Linked DNA regions of Urocitellus parryii: region 1 is linked to region 2. Evidence: chromatin contacts called from public Hi-C data. All regions are on one chromosome and are shown on one strand. Each heading gives the region's core, a stretch centred on a gene start, on an enhancer-like site or on the middle of the called end of the contact. The rest is flanking DNA. Distances are from core to core; before and after follow the strand shown.

Evidence for each region. Hi-C and Micro-C count contacts between places; a contact is called where the count stands out from the background.
Region 1: a contact with region 2 is called in a Hi-C map of muscle, with 3 times the contacts expected there. The contact joins the promoter of Baz1a here to the promoter of Cfl2 in region 2. A contact is called at or near these places in 2 of 2 Hi-C or Micro-C datasets (liver and muscle).

Annotation. Positions count from the first base shown.
Region 1 is chr6:46,846,695-46,849,546 of mUroPar1.hap1, reverse strand. Baz1a (bromodomain adjacent to zinc finger domain 1A) reads left to right here and starts at 1,344. Exons shown (of 27, transcript XM_077799713.1): 1 at 1,344-2,165; 2 at 2,641-2,811. The coding sequence starts at 2,699.
Region 2 is chr6:46,713,370-46,716,249 of mUroPar1.hap1, reverse strand. It overlaps Cfl2 (cofilin 2), which reads left to right and starts at 1,494. Exons shown (of 4, transcript XM_077799946.1): 1 at 1,494-1,628; 2 at 2,661-2,880. The coding sequence starts at 1,626.

The DNA of each region.
Region 1 (2,852 bases), core at 95-2,594, 130 kb before region 2:
AACAATATGTAAAATATTAAATATCACAAATTGTTAAAATAAACCTTATGTAACTCAGAGAATTGAGTTATGATTTTATTGAAATTTCAGTATGTTGAGTTTGATGTTTTAATGAAATAGAATTACGAACAATTAAAAGTTCTTTTTAGTTGTAGATGTACCTTATTTTATTTATTTACTTTTATGTGGTGCCAAGGATTGAATCTAGTGCCTCACACATACTAGGCAAATCCTCTACCACTGAGCTACATCCCCAACCCAGAATTTCAATTTTGTTATATAAGGTTCCAACTGTTTAAAATTTGCACTTGATAAAAATAAATATTACTGCTTTTTATCAAGACTTTAACAATTTTTAAAATATTTCCAATAGAGAGATCTAAAATACACTTGAGTATTCAGAGAATTTCATCTATTTTTAACTTAATAGTTGAGATTTTGAGTTGTAAAGGTGATGCTTTAATATAGGTTTTGGGCTTGGAGTATAGCCAGTGGTATAGATCATTCTTAGCATGCCTGGGGTGTTGGGTGTTCAATCACTAGCACCAGAAAGAAAACAAAAAGTAGTTTGTAAAACTATTCTTTTTTCTTGTCCTCAAAAGATTGAGGCTACATATATGGGTTCTACATTTTTTGCCAATAAGTACTTGCTAGGTAGAGAATTCTAATTTGTCTGTCAGTATATTAGTTGAAGGCCAATTTAAAACCCAAATCTTTTTAGTCTGTACTTTTTTGAAAGGTTTATAGAGGCTACTTATATACTTGCTAGTGACAGCATTTCCAAGCTTCTGTACCTTCTATAATTCAGAGTAAGATGCATTAAGAAATAGTATTAATAATTTTTTAAACACTGAAAGAATATTGTGCCATTAATGTATGTTCCATTTTGCTAGTTGTATAAGCAGGTAAAAGCAGCCTGAGAAAAGTTAAAAAATGATAACTAGATTTAAACAGATTTCTTAATTTTCTGCTCCAAAGTACGAATGTACTTAATTTGAAGATATAAGCTGATCCCGTATTTTTTCTGTAATTATCACATCACTACATTAGTAGTTAGAAGAAATAATCTTTTTTGTCTAATAACCATTCTCAATCTTACTTTTAGACTCATTCTTACATTTTAATTAGCAAATAAGCAAAGAGCAAGGGCAATAGCAAAATAAAATCATTTAAAACAAAGCTAGTAAAAATTCTTGAGTTCTGCTTTGGAAAATTATTTTTAATTCAAAAGCCCTGTATACTACGTACATTAAAATTGGTTTCATAAGTGAAAAGTACTGATATGGGAATGTTGCTTAGGGAAAATTTTAGTAGCAAATCCATAATCTTTAAAATTCTAGTTGAATTAGGCATTAATCTTTGCAAATATTTACAGTGGTGTAAATTTTACTTTTCAAAGGGTGTGTTATTTAATTGTAAATATCTCGGGGTCTCATAGGCACCATGACATTTTCTAACTTATTTCCCCGTCTGGGCTAATTAAATCTTTGACTGAATTGCCCTAAGTATTAAAAAGAACGGATGTCGAGAAAGTATGTTTTGTTCAAGTCGCATATTTACACGTACAAGATTATCTTTATATGAATTCTAATTTTGAAGACAAACACCAAAACATTTTTATTTCTTAAACATTTCTCTTCGTAATCGTAAGTGGAATCCCAATTACATGTAGCCAAGGGTTGGTGAGAAACTTGAAGATGAAGGCTTTACTGTCAGCCATGTGTCCATAAACGCCGGCGCTTTCCCTAGATCTTTTGGCTGATAATCTCAAACATGGAGGATGCTTCTGATTCTTCACAAGGGGTTGCTTCATTAATTAATAATGTAGCTCTCCCAGACTCTCCGCCGTCTCTTCCTGTATCAGTGACAGGCTGTAAAAGTCATCGAGTAGCCAATAAAAAGGTAGAAGCTAGAAGTGAAAAGCTCCTCCCAACAGCTCTTCCTCCTTCGGAGCCGAAAGTAGATCAGAAACTTCCCAGGAGCTCCGAGAGGCGGGGAAGTGGCGGTGGGACGCGATCCCCCGGCGCGGAGCAGGGCAGTGGCAGTGTGAGAAGCCGCGGCCACTAGTGCGGCAAGGCCGGCCAGAAGGGACCCCCCGGGAGGGTCGGGACCTCTCTGCCTTCTCAGTTGAGAAGGTGGAGAAGTGGCAGTCGGAGTGCTCGCAGGTGAGGGGCTCCTTGCTGTCGCTCCGAAGCCGGACGGCGCCGGCAGGAAAGTGTAGGCGAGCGGGGGAACAAAGCGGAGCGGCGCCAGGGTCCGCCCGCGGCGAGCGCCCTCGCGGCGTGGGGCTGGCCGGCTGCGCGCCGAGCACGTTGTGAGCCCGGCGGCGGCGGCGGCGGCGGCGGCGGCGGCGGGCGGGGAGCCGGCGCAGGGGGAGGGGGCCGCCGCGGGGCGCCTGGCCCCATTGTGAGCCGCCCGCCGGGCGAGCCGAGGTGGGGCGCACTTGGAGGGCTGAGGCGGTGGCGGCTGCTGTACTCGCTCAACACCCGGGTGGCGGCAGGAGAGAACTCGGCTCCTGTAACAGCCAAGGCGCGTCAGTCACACAAAAGGCAGTCGAGCTCTCCCCAGCGCGCGGACCGCCCCACGCCGCCGCTAGCACTCCCCACCTTACCGGCTTTCCTTTCCCTCCAATTTTGATAGGGAAGAGGGGCCGACACGGGCGGCCGAGGGTCGGGGCAAACCCGCGGGCGGACAGGAGATGCCGCTGCTACACCGAAAGCCGTTTGTGAGACAGAAGCCACCCGTGGACCTGCGGCCGGACGAGGAAGTTTTCTACTGTAAAGTCACCAACGAGATCTTCCGCCACTATGAGTAAGGGCCGGGCGGAGCGCGCGGGGCGGGGGGGTGAGAGG
Region 2 (2,880 bases), core at 245-2,744:
AACAAAGATGTTGTGTCCCCCGAGAACTAAGAAAAAATAAAATAAAATGTTAAAAAAAAATTCTCTCTCTCTCTCTCTCTCTCTCTCTCTCTCTCTCTCTCTCTCTCTCTCTCCTCTCTCTCTCTGTGTCCCCCCCCCTCTTAAAAAAAAAAAAGAATGTGAGGTTTGGAGGGGATAAGAGATGGGGCAGTACCATGAGTAGCATTCAACCATTCAACTCTCCCAAATCTGCCCCCTCAAAGTTCTGGCTTACACATGGTTTGCTTCAAGATTCACCTGAGTTATTCAATTTAATAACTCAAACAATGACAATTCTACATTTTTAGTACAGAACGTTTTTACAAAATACATTTAACTGTTGATTAGAGTTTTAAATTCAATCTACCAATTTTACAAATAAAGTGAGGCAAAAATGGTAAAGATTTAGGAGAAAAGGTAGCACCTGCTTTTCATTATAATCGTTAAACATAGTGTTTAATTTGTAACGCGTTCATTATAAATTCATAAAGTGTTAAATTTTATGAAAATTTCCTCAAGATATAAAGTGAAAACTTTTCTATGATAAATAAGATGTATTTGAGAAGCCGTCTCGTCTCAGCCGGGCAGGCTTTGCTAGAAGGGATTCTGATTGCCAAGAGGGAGGAATCTCCACTCCTGGGTTCATTTATCTAATGTCAGCCGTCATAAACTGAGGCATCAGAACACTCCTAACAGCGAGTACAACCCGCTTCCTAGGAGTCTAATACAGAAAAGGAAATCACCAAGGAATGCTGCTACCTATCATTGTTATTTCGACTACAGAATTTTGAAGTTATTTTTCGCGGGTGTCTATTATCTGGTTTTTGCAGAGTACGTCAATCAAGTGGGAGTAACCCCTTTTAGTGTTTATTCTCATTTAGTAAGGAAAGGGTTATAAACAGTTCACACAAATTTGGTAGGGTTCCCAAAAGACTCGAAACGTTGAGATTCGGCCCGTTGGGGTGGAAACCAAGGGCGAAGGAACGAAAGACACCTCCGCGGGCAGTTCTTCACACACACACACACACACACACACACACACACACACACGACCCCAGCAGCAGCGACACACACACACACACACACACACACACACACACACACACACACACACGACCCCAGCAGCAGCGCCCCGCGGAGGCCACACACACACACACACACACACACGACCCCAGCAGCAGCGCCCCGCGGAGGCAGGGTGGAAACGCCCCTCTGGGAGTCGGGCGCTTTCTCCAGCCGGCCGATGGGCGGTGCCCGATGGCTGAAGGCGACTCTGCCAGGCCCCTGGGCTCGCGTCACCGCCCCGCAGCGGCCCGGGCCTGCCGGGTTCGCGCTCCGGGGTCAGACGGAGGACGCGGGCGGGCTGGGGGCCCCCAGGCTGCGAGGCGGAAGGGCCTGGGAGCGGGGCGGCGCCGGCGGGGGACGGGGCGTGCCCACGTGACCGCCCCGCCCGCCTCCTGCGGCCCGCCAGCCCCGCCGCCTCCCCGGGGCTGCAGCTCCCGGCGTGCCCCGCACTCGCAGCCGCCTGCCTGCCCGCCTGCCCCTCCTTCTCCTCCTCCCAGATCCACGGAGCCGGAGCAGCTGCCGCAGTCACAGCCGCGGGCACTATGGTAAGGCGGGCGCGCCGGCCGGGAGACGGGGGCGCAGCAAGGAAGCCCCCAGAGCGGCCCCGCACGACCCGGGGAATGGGGCCGCCATTTTAACCAGTTTTTGGCTTCCGAGGTGGGCGCTCCCGCGCTGTAGCCCCGCAGCAGCCCCGCTGCTCTCAGCCGGCCGGCCTGCCCTCCGCAGTCAGGCCCAGCCCTGCTGCTCTCGGGATTCTTGGGGGCGGGGAGGGCCCGGGAGTGCGCGCGGGGGTGGGGGTGGGGGTGGGGGTCGGGGCCGTGCTGCCCGGGCTGCAGGAGGGTCCAGCCCCCTAGGTGCCGCGTTTGCCCTTCGCTTCCTAATTTTTCTTAACACGCGCGCTCTAAAATTGGTAAGTGATTTGCAGGCTTCGGGTCAGGGTCTAGATGGCCTGTAATAAAACTCTTAAGGGAAGACTGAAAAGGTGGGAAAACTGTTGTTTTTTTTTTTTAATGCTTTCTCGTGGTAAAAAAGCTTCTACATTGGACTTTTTAGTTTTGACGTGTCTGCCTTTGAGCTGTGGGGCAATTATGTTGTATCCGTAGGCGGTTGGAGTTTACACTTGATTCCCTTTCCTTATGAGGAAACGACAGTGGCTAGGATGACTTTAAAGAAAAAAAAAATAGTAGAAGCATTAACTGAAATCCAAAAGTGTTTTTTTAAAGGCCTGCAGAGTTGACACAATACAGAAGGTATTTTTGCCGCTGCTCCTGAAGGTCTGACATCACCCAGTGAAATAGGAAACATTTCAGGGATGGGACAACTTGTATTTGTCCCCTTTGCTCCACCTTCCATTTGCTTTCCCTGGACACCTTTAAAAAGGATGAATGGGCAGGATGAGTTTGAGTCTTTAGATGTATCATGTACCAAATCTTTAAAATGAAATTAATCTGTTTTGACTGCTTGCATCCTTCAGTGCGATTTTTAATGTCCAAACCAAATTGAATCCTCTGTAGGCAGACAATTTTGTTTAAATCCAGAATGCTTGTTCTGAATTACCATTCTTTGTTTATTTTCAGGCATCTGGAGTTACAGTGAATGATGAAGTCATCAAAGTTTTTAATGATATGAAAGTAAGGAAATCTTCTACACAAGAGGAGATCAAAAAAAGAAAGAAAGCAGTTCTCTTCTGTTTAAGCGATGACAAAAGACAAATAATTGTAGAGGAAGCAAAGCAGATCTTGGTGGGTGACATTGGTGATACTGTAGAGGACCCCTACACATCTTTTGTGAAGTTGC